Regions from separate parts of the Sus scrofa genome. Here region 2 is linked to region 1. A link is a contact called in public HiChIP or PLAC-seq data. All regions are on one chromosome and are shown on one strand. The core of a region is the stretch at or near the end of the contact, and the rest is flanking DNA. Distances in the headings are between cores, read along the strand shown.

Evidence for each region. HiChIP or PLAC-seq counts read pairs in DNA pulled down with a chosen protein or histone mark.
Region 2: a contact with region 1 is called in an H3K27ac HiChIP or PLAC-seq map of skeletal muscle. The contact joins two enhancer-like sites. A contact is called at or near these places in 4 of 47 Hi-C or Micro-C datasets (embryonic fibroblasts, fetal skeletal muscle, heart right ventricle and 1 more) and 1 of 2 datasets of contacts at active chromatin or transcription factors (skeletal muscle).

What each region holds. Positions count from the first base shown.
Region 1 is chr1:31,555,748-31,562,914 of Sscrofa11.1, reverse strand. No RefSeq gene overlaps it. Among named protein-coding and RNA genes, the nearest start is that of CTGF, 120 kb to the left of the region's middle. Within about 2 kb of position 1,379, at least 24 of the 83 cell types and tissues checked have an H3K27ac peak or open chromatin away from gene starts, as enhancers often do.
Region 2 is chr1:31,695,960-31,702,774 of Sscrofa11.1, reverse strand. No RefSeq gene overlaps it. Among named protein-coding and RNA genes, the nearest start is that of CTGF, 25 kb to the right of the region's middle. Within about 2 kb of position 3,349, at least 11 of the 83 cell types and tissues checked have an H3K27ac peak or open chromatin away from gene starts, as enhancers often do.

The DNA.
Region 1 (7,167 bases), core at 130-2,629:
CTTGTTTGGGAAAGCCTTGTTGGCTGTGATTGGTTGTACTTAAGTTTCATTTTCTTGGATTCCAGTGCCTCAACTTTGGCTTAGGTTCCAGCTCATTTGTGTAGGCTACTGAGACACCGCGGTCTGTGGTCTCCTTGTTTAAATATTCTAACAACATTATAGATACAAGTTATATTTTGGCATCAATGGAATTATGATTTCCCCTATAAATATGAACCAGACTAGAATTAAAACTCTGTAACATATTATGCAAAAGTGAACATCATATAACATCATTATTGTGTGTCCAAATATTTCTATATACCGTATGTTATGAACAAAGTTTATTCTAAGAATCCTCAAAAAATCCAGGATTATTAAAACTGTATTCAGAAAAGCATACAGCATCTAACTTCCTGGTTGCACATCAAGGGATTTAGATCAAGAAAAGAACTGCAGCTGTAAAAAGCTAGAAATCAATGTCATTTGAATTTGAGGTGTGGTGATCTTGGCAAAAGGTACATTATCTAGGTTTCAAAGACACAGAAACCCTTTTGGATTGTCTTTTGTCACAATCAAAAGACATACATTTTTATCATGCGCTTTCTTCTTATCTTGTAGCAGGAATGAGAAAAATTTCCAAGTTCAGAAATCAAAAACTCAAAATCCCCATTACAAACATGACAGTTTACTGATAGTTGAAGTGGAAAATTTTGGAATTGTATCTATCTTCACGTATTTGTTTCTTGCATGCGACATTGATGGTTTCTATTCTAAGGGAAAAAAAAAACTATTTATATAACAATATAGAATGTTTCTCACATTCACTGTGAGAAAAAGTACAAGTCCATTTACTGAAATTTTTTTCCTGAATTTTTTTTTATTGATTCAATCAATGGCCTCAACTTGGTGTCTTCTTCAGTGTGTTTCTTGTCACTTCATGCCGTTACTTTCTAGTTGTCCTTCTGAACAGGCGTTTACATGAACTATATTTATTCCTGGGGAATGCAGCATGACCACACAGATTTGGTCAAAATAATGAGCATTCCTTTAAAGGCCAACTAAGAGAGAAAGGTTTTGCTCAGCACATTTTTACCATTGATGTAACTTCCTTTCTCTCTCTCTCTTTCTTTCTTTTTCTTTTCTCATATGAAACATCACATCATTCCTTAGGATGAGAAACTCACAGACTGAAAACGTAAGACTTTCTATGTGTCTGGAGGAAATTTTGTCATTTAGAATAAAATAGCTCTTACCAAGCAGAGCAACCTTCCTGAGTATTTCATTCCTGGGACTGTTTGCATTCTTTCCCAGTGAGCTGGAGTGATAGGCACCAGGACCTATTTATAACAGGCCAGAAGAGCTATTAAACTATTTGGGCTGGGTTAAGAATAAAAGCTCCAAGTGATTGGTTGGAATTTTGACGTGCCTTTTCCCAGCAGGCATCCGTTGCCCTTTTGGGGGAGACGTGGCTGTATGTCACGTTTGTGAGAACCCAGCTCAGGAACAGCATGCGATTTGAAAATGGAAACAGTTGGATTGAAACCATAAATGGTGAAGTCAAAAAGATGCTCTTTCTTGAGCTGTTACTGAAATATGCCGGGGTTATTTCAGTGCTTGGAGAATAAATAGAACTTGAGGTACTCCAGAGGATAATGTAAAAGTCTGTGAGAGGACTCTGAGTTTTCCCAGGCAATATCTCTCAGCCAATTATATTGCAGCTTTCACTCTGACTTTAGAAAACATTATTCAAGGACAACCAGGTCTGAATCCTTAGTGGACACAGACTGCCCTGCTTGTTTAAAGACATGGGATAGTTTTCTACCTAACACTGGGTTCCTCAGGATGAAAGAAAAGCACAGAAGCAAAATGAAAAGAAACAAACAAAACAGCAACTAAACAAACAAGCACAAGAAGACACTGTAAATTATTTGATAACTAGTGGTAAACCACTCAGAATCATAGAATGTTTGTGTCTTCGAAGGACACTAAAAGCCCTTAGTCCAAGCTCTTCTTTAGCTGAAGAAAACAAGATGTAAAAATTAAAATATAACCTGATAACCTAGCCATTTATAATAGAACTGGAATCATTTCTCGTGGTTTCCTGTTTCCCAGTCCAAGAGTGCCCTTTATTGGGAAATGCAAATCAAAGGCAAAAATTACAAATGGGAAGTATGTCTGCAAGGTATTGGAGCAATGTAGTCCTTTGGAAACCCTAGACTTATTGACTCAGTGGCCTCTGGGCTATGGAGCAGCCAGAAATAGGCCATAGCATCTGGATATTACAAATATGAAGGTTCATCTGGCTTGGTTACTCCCAGGGAGAATAAAGCTGTTGGCTATTTTTAGGAAAAGTTAGCCATTCAGACTAAAGGGGTGCTGGTGCTGGTACTCTGAAAGATAGACAAAGGTACAGGTTTAGGTAGTTAGGGAAGATGACTGATCAGAGGAGACAGTCTTCTCGGTATATTTTTAGCTTTTGTTTATGAAGCATTGAGCTATTCTCTTTGATTTTATGTAAGCATTTAGTATTCTGAGAATTGGTCAGTTTAAGATAACCCATTCTTTTAAACCTGTCTTCCTAGCTAAACTTAATTTCTTAGCAAAATTGCATATGAGAAATGTAGTTCTTTATAAGAGGGTTTATTTAAATTGATATGTTGTGCTCTCTTGTAGACACAGACTGATGTCTGTGAGAATCTCAGCATCCCAGAAGCGCATCCATCTGCAGGATGTGCTTGTGACTGGTATCATCTCCTATTCATGTTGGGGTAACAACAGAGAGAAACTTTTCTTCTAACTCAACACTGCTAAGCCATCAGATTTACACTAGAAAGCAGTTGTTGAATTTAGATCAGGTCATGTTATGAATTTGAGACTTAACTCTGAAAGTCTTTCCTAAGCTTTCCTTTTCAATACCTTAATGGAGCAAGCATCTTAAGAATGAAGGAGAAAAGAAAATCTAGATCAACCTTTTTGGTATTCCGGGTTTTATCTTAGCAGATTCTTGAGTGGATCAAGTGAAGTAATATACCTATAAATTAAAACTATCATTATAAACTTTAAACATTAACTTGAGCAATTATTTTAATTGGTAACATTAAAATATATAAAGGGATAATATATCAGGAAATTATAATAGTGGCACTGACCTGAGTATGTGCATTGATGATTTTACATCATCTTCTCAACCTTATGGAAATAACTGTTATTATTATCTCTGTTTTCAAATGTGAAAATTAAGGCTTAAAAAAGTCATGCAACTAGTAAATAGCAGAGCTGCAGCCTTTTATGACTCCAGAATATATGCTCTGACTGCTAGATTCTACCACCTGAAATAAAAGTGATAACTTTTCTTTGTATCACAAAAACACTTAGTAGGTAACTCTGTAACTCTACTGGTCATATACTGATTTCACCTGGTTTTGATTGGTTTGGTTTGGTTAAGTCTGTTTTTTTGTTTGTTTGTTTGTTTTGTTTTGTTTTGTTTTAGGGCTGCACTTGCAGCATATGGAAGTTGCCAGGCTGGGAGTCAAATCAGAGCTGCAGCTACTGTGGTCTACACCATAGCCATGACAGCTCAGGATCCAACCAAGTCTGTGAACCACACAACAACTCACAGCAACGCCAGATCCTTAACCCACGGGGTGAGGCCAGAGATCAAACCCGCATCCTCATGGATACTAATCAGGTTCATAACCCACTGAGCCACAGCGGGAACTCTTTAAGTCTTTTTTTTTTTAATGAAAAATCTTAGAACATTTAAACTATCCTGTGTTTTTTATGAAGAGAGATCAGAATAAAGCAGGCTGTCAGCAACTGGCAAGAATCAGTGATTCATGTGAGAGACTATTATCTTTGGTGATAATAGATAGTGCTGGGCTAAGAGCCCAGGGATAGGAATCTGCCTTATCCTGGCTATGAGATTTATATAAACAATATTACTGAAATACATTGCTTACAGTTCCTTTCTAGCTCTAAATTTCTATGATTCTCTTCCAGAACCTTCCATTTGAAGATATGGCATTGTTTATTTAAAAGGCATATATAGTTTAAATCACAGGAAAAAACTGGTGGTGTCAATATATAATAAAACTCACACTTAAGAGTTCCACATTCCAGTGAAATGTTTTTTCTCAGAAAAGCAATAGCAGCAAGTTGATAGTAAAATGACTAAAGTAAAACTATAATGATGTGTCATAGAAGGCACTCTGATAGCTGCAGTGTAGAAAGAGACTTATTTACCTAATGGAGAAAGTATGGTGTGATTTTTTTTTTTTTTTTTTTTGGAGCAATGTTTTTGAGTATCTCTCTTCTATAGCCATCTGCTAATGGCAGCTTTAGTGCAGGACTGATGCTCTGGAAATTGGTCAGCATATACTTACCTCGAAAGCATTCTGCCTCGAGAGCTCGGTCATTTCAAATTTCAACCCAATTCTTCTGATTCTACATTCTACAACTTTTTTTGTTTTCATTTTCTTGTCATTCTCCTTCTCAGTTTATAAATAGAGAAACTGAGTAGAAGGGCCTATGCTACTTATCCTTGGTCACCTAGCCACCGGCAGAACTGAAACCAGAACCTAGATGCATATATTGCTACTAAATATGCAATGATTAAAAAAAACCATACCTTTTACTTTGAAATTTTTAAAATTTAGCACAGTGAGGACTTGTATAGACAGGGCCCTTGAAAGTTATCCTACCTTTCCAGGTTCAGTTGCTGCATGAGCCAATTGAAGGTCTTTTTGTTTGTGAACCCTGAGTTTGCCCAGCCCTCTTTTTGCCCTTTTTCTTAAGAGAATTTGAGGTTATACATAGATCATCATTGCTAGAAAATAAGGGCATCAGTGTGTTCAATTTATAAATGAAGACTATCATATTTTATTCTTTTCTGTGCATACAAAAACACAAAGTAAAGAAATGCACAGAAACACACATGCAAACTTTCTCCAGACATCTAGACATGTCTTACAGCCTTAGACCTCAACTGGCTAAGAATATTTAGAAACTCTCCTGCTAAAGTAAAAGCCAACTGAGTTAGGAAATTCCTGATTCTTTTAGCAAAATGAGAATCTTGTGACAGAGCCAAGAAGGTAGTTTTTCTAGTATTAACACCATATGCAGTTTTGCTGGCAGCGTCACATTGCATCTCAGGGGATCTCTCCCTTTCACCCAGCAGCAATATCTTAATGAGGGAAGCTTGTTCCTATAAAGGCAACTCAGAGTAGGTTTGCAAATAATGCTAATGTTATGTATATGTTGTGCTGGATATTATTCACCAAGAATTCTGCACACATGTCATTTTTAGGACGGGAAATTTCTATTTAGTCTATGGCTTTGTATGTGACTGTAAGCCAGTTTATTATTCAGAAGCTGACGATGGCTTATTTTTCTATCTTGATTATTTTCTTGGGATTTTGGGCCATCCTGTTTAGGCTCCTGCTGCTGGCAGGTGGGTCTCAGCAGCATCCAAATGATGCAGGCCTTCACAAATGGCTGCCCGGGGAGGTTTGAGACATCTCTGTAGACTTTTTTTTCTGAAGGATTCCTGCCACATTTCCCTCAAGCCTCTTTGAAAACATGAATTTTTTTTCACACATGAGACTAACTTTGCACATTGCATATGACTATTACTCAAGGAGGAATAATTTTGTGTATGAAAATAGTGAAACTGGAAAAAACACAAACATACCTTTATTACAGGAGCCAACTTCAGACAAACCTTTTAAGCCCTTAGTCCCTGTATAACGTAATAAAAGTTTCATAGTATGAAAGTGTGAAGAAGTTGCTATGGACTGAATTCATATCTCTATCCCCAAAATCTATATATTGAAACCCTAGCTTCTGGTGTGATGGTATTTGGAAATAGGGTTTGGAGGAGATAAACAGGTTTAGATGAGATCATATAGATGGGGCTCTTATGATGGAACTGGTGCCCTTATAAGGAGAAACACCAAAATATTCTCTCTTTCTCTCTCTCTCTCTCCCTCCCTCTCTCTCTCCCTCCCTCTCTCTCTCTTTCCCTCTTGCTTCCCTGCCATGTGAGGATAGAGGGAGAAGACAGCCATTCACAAGCCATAAAGACAGCTCTCACCAGAAACCACACCTTGCTGGATCTTGATCTTGGACTTTCCAGCCTCCAGAACTATGAGAAAATTTGTTTCTATTGTTTAGGCCACCTAGTCTACGGTATTTGTCATGGCAGCCCACACTGACTAAGACACTTGTCTTAAAGCAAGTATCAATATAAATATCATTGGTTTGTTTGATTTATAAGGTAGCCAAGTTTAGTTATCCATTTAAAAATCCTCTTGCAGTTAACTGTGCAAAACATCAAGAGGTTTTATTGTAAGCTAATTTATGATATTTTGTCCCCCCCCAAAAAAAAAATCCTCTCAGTTTTCTTTTAACATCCTAAGAGACTCCTTTCTAAGTGTAATAATTTGTAGATTTTCTTGGACTTTTTATGTGGACAGCAGTGCCACTTACAAATAAAGAAAATTTTGTTTTGACCTCTGTGATCGTAGCCATTTTATTTATTTTTCTTGTGTTATTGAATTGTCTAGCATCCCCAGTGTATTGTTGAATAAAAGAGATAATGGAAGGTGTCCTTGTATAATATTTACAGGGGAGTTTTAATAGAAAACCTATGTCTGGTTAAGGATGTTCCTCTTCTAGTCTTATTTGCTAAGTTTGTGTTTTTCTATGTGAATGAGTATTAAGTTTCATCATTTATTGGAAATACCCTTTTTAAATTATCCTTTAAGGGGTGAATTACATGGCATTGCATTCTGAGATAAATCATTTTTTTCAGGATTAGATTTTTCTGTGAGGGGCATATAGGAGCTTTAATAAGATGGACGTTTATTTCTTTTTTATGTGAGTCCAGTTAGGCAGTACAGGACTAGAAAAGAATGCCACAGTATCATGAACCCAGATTTCTTCTACCTTTTTCCTTTGCTTTGTGTGGGTGTGGTTTTCATTCCTTATGATCAAAGATATCCTCTTTTGGAGTTCCCGTCATGGCACAGTGGTTAATGAATCCGACTAGGAACCATGAGGTTGCAGGTTCGGTCCCCGCCCTTGCTCAGTGGGTTAAGGATCCGGCGTTGCCGTGAGCTGTGGTGTAGGTTGCAGACACGGCTAGGATCCCACGTTGCTGTGGCTCTGGTGTAGGCCGGGGGCTAC
Region 2 (6,815 bases), core at 2,100-4,599, 140 kb before region 1:
AAGAACGTGCGGAGCATCTCAACTGACAAGGGATTCATCTCCAAAATATACAGACAGCTCAGATAATTCAATATCAAACAACCCAATCAAAAAAATGGGCAGAAGATCTAAATAGACATTTCTCCAAAGAAAACAGACAGAGGGCCAAAAGACACATGAAAAGACACCCAACATCGCTAATTATTATAGAAATGCATGGAAAAATTATAATAAAATACCACCTCATGCCAGTCAGAATGGCCATTATTAAAAAGTCTACAGATAATAAATGCTGGAAAGGGTGTGGAGAAAAAAGAACTCTCCTATGCTGTTGGTAGGAATGTAAACTGGTACAGCTACTATAGAGAACGGTGTGGAGGTTTCTTAAAAAACTAAAAATAGAGCTACCATATGATCCTGCAACCCCATTCCTGGGCATATATCTGGAGAAAACAACAATTTGAAAATATACATGCACCCCAATGTTCATTGCAGCACTATTTACAATAGCCAAGCCATGGAAGCAACTTAAATGTCCATTGACTGATGAATGGATAAAGATATATAGATATATAGATATATATGTCATTAAAAGGTGGAATATTACTCAGCCATTGAAAAGAATGAAATAATGCCACTTACATCAAATATGGATGATCATACTAAGTGAAATAAGCCATAAAAGGGCAAATATCATATGATATTGCTTATATGTGGAATCTAAAAAAACACACACAGGTGTTCCCTTCCTGGCTCAGTGGTTAATGAACCTGACTAGGATCCATGAGGACATGGGTTTGATCCCTGGCCTCACTCAGTGGATTAAGGATCCCAGCGTTGGTGTGAGCTATGGTGTAGGTCCCAGATGTGGCGCATATGCTGCGTTGCTGTGGCTCTGGTGTAAGTGGCAGCTGTAGCTCCGATTGGACCCCTAGCCTGGGAACCTCCATATGTCACGGGTGCGGCTCTAAAAAGCAAAAAAAAACAAAAACAAAAAAACAGATACAAACCAACTTATTTCCAAAACAGAAAGAGACTTAAATTCATGGAAAATAAACTTATAGTTATAAAGGGGGGGTGGGAGGAGGGAAAAATTAGGAGGTTGGGATTAGCATATACACACAACCATACGTGAAATAGATAACCACCAAGTGCTACTGTATAGCACAGGGAACTACATTCAATATTTTGTAATAACCTATAAGGGAAAAGAATCTGAAAAATATGTATATTTTCAGAGGCATTCATTTACACATGTATAACTGAGTCACTGTGCTGTACCCCTGAAACTAACATTCTTGTAAATCAACAAAAATTTCAATGAAAATTTTTTAAAAAGAAAAAAAGAATTTGTTGAGCATCAGTTACATGCCCAGAACAGAGATAGGTGCTGGGGAAGCAGGAGAAACATAAGTAAATTTGTTTCTTTCTTTCTTTCTTTCTCTCTTTCTCTTTTTCTTTCTTTTTTTTTTTTTTTTTTTTTTTTTTTGTTCAAGGGAATGGTTTTCATTCATTTGTCTAGGAAGACAACATAAAGAATGAAGTGATTGCTTACATTAAACATAATTCTAGGGAGTTCTCTTTGTGTCAGCAGGTTACCAACTTGACTAGTAGACTAGTATCCATGGGATGCAGGTTAGATTCCCCGGCCTCGCTCAGTGGGTTACAGATCTGGCATTGCCGTGAGCTGGGGCGTAGGCCGAAGATGTAGCTCAGATCTGGTGTTGCTGCGGCTGGGGCGTAGGTCGGCAGCTACAGCTCTGATTTGACCCCTAGCCTGGGAACTTCCATATGCTGCAGGTGTGGCCTTAAAAAAAAAAAAAAAAAAAAAAAAAAAAAAAAGATTTTACTTCTGACTTTTAACTCCCCTCACTCACAACTCTTCTTTAATTCTATTAGCACACTTTTAGGAAACCCAGGCTCTGTTCCAAGTACCTTGATAGGCCCTCAGCCTAAACACATTGGAATGAAACATCATCAGGAGCTCACTGCCCAGTGCTGGAGGCAGGTCTCTACACTTCTCTTCTGAGCCCCTGGTAAGTGATGGGGCAACGGGAACACGAAGGAGTGAGGGAGGTGGGCAAGGCATTGCGGAGGGCATTTCGAGGTTCCTTTTTTCTCTTTTATTCATATCCTTTTTTACCACAAACCACTTGATAGGTCCTGGTATCCCCCATCCAGAGAGAGAAAATAAAACGGAATTTTCCAATAGGAAGAGAACACCATATGTGACAGTTAGGCTCTTCCACTGAGCCTGGATGTGGCTTCAGAATCCTCTCAGCACAGAGCTTAGGGGACCCCCTGGCAGCCATCACCCTTTGCACAGAGTAGAGACCTATTTCTTGTCCCAAACCCCACTCGGAACTGAGGTTCTGCTCATTTTATGAATTCTTAGGGGTCTAAAATGCCATCTTTTGTGGCTTAACATTCTCTCATGAAAGACTGTTTTTCTTTTCCTTTTTTTTTTTTTTTTAACCTGTGGCCTAAAATTCTTTTTCTTTTAGTGTTTCCATTTTTTAAAGTTTTATTGAAGTATAGTTGATTTACAATCATGAAAGATTATTTTAATCAAGGTTTTGTAAGTTTGAATTGTGAACTCACGGAAATTCTCCACAGCCTGGCTTGAAAATACGCCTCTCCAAAAAGGTTTCCGGCATGCACTGAAGATAGCATCTTGGGACTCACCTTTATCTTAATCTCCTAGCTTGAGGGATCCCAGACTACGTAAGCAGTGCTGTTTCAAACCTCATACCGCTCTGGAAAGCCCCACAGCTCTTAATGCCAGAGGAGACTTTTGGTCTCCTTTTGGTCCTATCAGGGCACACAACACTTTTTATCCTGTGTTAGTGGTTTGAGTTTTTTCTAGTCCACCCCGTCAAGTGTTCTGGCCTTGGGTTCATCTCCACCTCTTGGCATCAGAACTTCATGGTCTGGAGGTTCCCATTGCAGCTCGGCGGGAACAAACCCAACTAGGATCCATGAGGATTCGGTTCGATCCCCAGCCCTGCTCAGTGGGTTAAGGATCCTGTGTTACCATGAGCTGTGATGTAGGTTGCAAACGCGGCTGGGATTCTGAGTTGCTGGGGCTGTGGCATAAGGTCGGCAGCTGTAGCTCCAGTTGGGCCCCTAGCCTGGGACTCTCCATACACCACAGGCACGGCCCTACTGAGCAGGGCCAGGGATGGAACCCGCATCCTCATGGACACTAGTCAGGTTCGTTTCTGCTGAGCCACAAGCGGAACTCCAAAGAATTCCTCCCTATTATTTAAGGCAAAGAGAGTGAGCCCCCTTCAAGCTCCAGGCAAAGAGAACCGCTCTGTCCCTCAGCACAGCTTATTGTCAGTTATTGCCACATGGTGTCGCTGTTGAGCGCCAGGTCCTGCCGGGTCCAGGGATGGTTGTTTACGGCTGGCTACAATTTCTTCCTTGCAAGGTACCCTCATTTGGACATCAAGGTTACCCCTCTTCAGTTCACTGCCAGATCTTCAGCAGCTGTTTTCTAAGGCTGTGATAGAGTAGCTGGTCCTGAGGTTTTGCCCCTCAGCCAACCGGTGTGCCAGTTGGCTCCTTCTCACTCAGATTGTTGCCTTCCTGTTTTGCAATCATGTTTAGACTGTATATTTCTCTCTAACCAGGCAGCACCGGGACCCGGAAAGGAGAATTCTACCAATTAATGGAAAAACCAGAGCTCCCCTGTTCTTTGTACCAATACCACGACTTTCACCACTCACTCTTGCCACATAGTAAGTGGCTTGAGGTAAAAAACAAATATATCCTACCTGCACACATCCTTGCTTATTTCAGTGTAGTTCCCCTCACGAATGGTCTATTCTTGATTGTCTGTTTTGTCATAAACACAAACACAACGCTAGTGAGTCTCAAAGCGTGGTCCTGAAACTAATAGTGTTAGCCTTGCCGGGGAACCTGTTAGTCATGAAGATTCTTAGATCCCACCCAGACACGCTGAATCTCTAGGATTGGGGACCAACAGTCTTTTCACTAAATTATGAGAAGCCCTGCCTTACAACCCAGTCTTTCATCTGTTAGATAATCTGATACAGTGCTTGCCCAGGTACACAAGACTTTGAAGTCCTAAAAAAATGTTTGTAATTTGAAAAGCAGTTTTATCTCCAAGTCACAAAAAGAAAATGCCAGACTAATTTTATTAAGTCAAAATTAATAAATAGGTCACAATGTACAACACAAAACAATATGTCAGATAGTCAACTAACCTCTAACCTGAATTCTATTTTTTTTTTTTTTTTGGCCACACCTGTGGCATATGGAAGTTTCTGGCCTAGGGATTGAATCTGAGTTGCAGCTTAGAGAGATGCCACAGCTGCAGCAGCACCAGATCCTTAACTCACTGCACTGGGCCAGGGCTGGAGCCCACTCTGCCAAAACAACGCCGGACCCTTAACTCGCTGCAACATGGTGGGAACTCCAGCCTCAATTCCTATAATTATCTATATGTATAATTAGGAATGTAGGTGCATTTTAATGTGATTAATATGATGTGTAATAAAGCCTTCAATACTTTGGTTACTTTGGTCTTGTTTTGTTATTTAATTCCTGAATGTAGAGATTCAGCTCCTCATCTGACATCCCCATTGATGGAGGTTAAAAATGCAGGAGGGGGGATGATTGTCAGTTTCATATGATGATTAGATAACCACAGATATTGAAGGGAAGAGCAAATGACTATGCTGCAGTGGATTCCAAGTTATTACAGGCAAGTGAAATGAGAAAAAAAAAACCAAACTAGACATAGTCTTTTGTGGCAGGGTATCGTGCTTGAGTTCTATTTTCCTTTTATCTCTGCTCTTTTACCTGTATATTTTCTAATGTAATGACATTAGATGTTTAAGTAACATAGGTGGGGAAAAAAAAGACTATTTCTGATTGCTTTCTATATATCAGCTACTATGTGCCTACAACATAAAAAGTGATTCAAAGAATTCATTGAATGCAATGCTAAATTTGATACTCACATTGCCATAGAAGGCACTTATTATTGCTTCTTTTCACAGTTGGGAAAACTGAAATTTCGAAAGCTTAAATTACATTCTAAAGTTGCACAACCATAAACGTGGATCCAGGATTTAACTGCCAATCTTTGAGACACTAGAAACTCAGAATTTTTCCACACTACCCTGCTACCTCTCTGAGAAGGAGCATTAATCGTGAATATTTTCTCTGGACAATTTTTTCTGTGCAAGGAATAGTGGCGTCATTTACTATTGCTTTGAGATCTGGAAATGCGAAGTAGCTGAGAATTTCTATTCCAGAATATGTAGGCATATGTACAAAATAATTATTCCTTATGTGTGAGAGGTCCAGATTTGCTATATTTGAGTTGAACTTCAAAAGTTGACATTTAAGGGGAAAGTTTCTTATAAGAAAATCTATTTTGAGACTTTATTACTCCCTGCTCTCTTGTAAGCCTTTAATGCAGCAAGTCCTATTAATCTGTTTTGCATTGGTTGCTTAGAAGCAGTCTGCAGCTACTTCATGATTTGTCAACTCTACAGAGTCATCTCCTAAAAATAGCGTTATTGCTTGATCATAAGCCTGAATGAGAGACTAATCCAATATTGACAGACAATAGTCTGTTATTGCTACTGCAACCAGGGCAAATGCAATATGAATGGCTTAGCTCAAACACTTTTTCATCCAAGTCTCTACTCTGCTCCCTAAAATCACTTCTCCCCTACCTCCTAGTTCTCTGCCATAAGTATTCTAGGGAAAAGTCCCAGTAAGGAATGGAGATTCAACTCATATTATTTGCTCAGCAATAAGCTCACCCAGCAAACAAGGATCTCATTTATTTTAGTCCTGATGAGGTTGTAGATGAATATCTATGCATATGACAAAATGTTCTTGACATATTGAGAGGTGGAAAAAAGATTATTAAAAGGTTTGCCTAGTACTTGACCATTAAAATTATATGTATTTAACAATCTAGAGGATATACATGAATATGTAATAGAGCAACACTCTTCCATTGAAATATGAGTCACATATGTAATTTAAAATGTTCTAGAAGTCACATTTAAAGGGTAAAAAGAGGAATTCCCTGGTGGGGCTGTGGGTTAAGGATCCAGCACAGTCACTGCTGTGGCTTGGGTCACTACTGTGTTGTGTGTTCCATCCCTGGCCCCAGAACTTCTGCAGGTGCATGGCCACAAAAAAAAAAAAAAAAGTAAAAAGAAATAGGTAAAATTAATGACATATTAATATGTTCTGAAATATATTAATTTTACATGTATATAAGTGTTAATGTTAATATATGCACACATACGTGTATAGAAATGTTAAAGTTAATATATAAATGTTTAACATGTTATATTTAAATATGTTAAATTATTAATATTAACAATATATTAATCTATGTAATAAAATATATTAATGATATATTTTATTTAACCAATAAAATATACATATGTAATCAATATAAAATTGATATATCTTACATTTTTTCATATTTAATCTTAGAAATCTGGTGTTTATTTTATACTTACTGGTCATCTCACTGAATTTGGGGGGAAATACTTGATGTTTTTAGATTTCAGAAAATGTATAGCTAAAAAATAGATTCATGTACCCCGTTATTCCACATAAAAAACATACATAAAAGTTTTCGAAAAACTGAACGTAAATTTTTTCACTTTTTAATTTTTAAAATTTTTATTGTTTTAATTCTTTTTTATTAAATTATAGTTTATTTACAATGTCGTGTCAGTTTCTGCTGTATGTCAGTTTATGCTGTAAAATTAAATTAATTAAATTAAAGTTTAAGAATTAGTTCCTGAGTTACAGGAGACACGTTTCAAGTG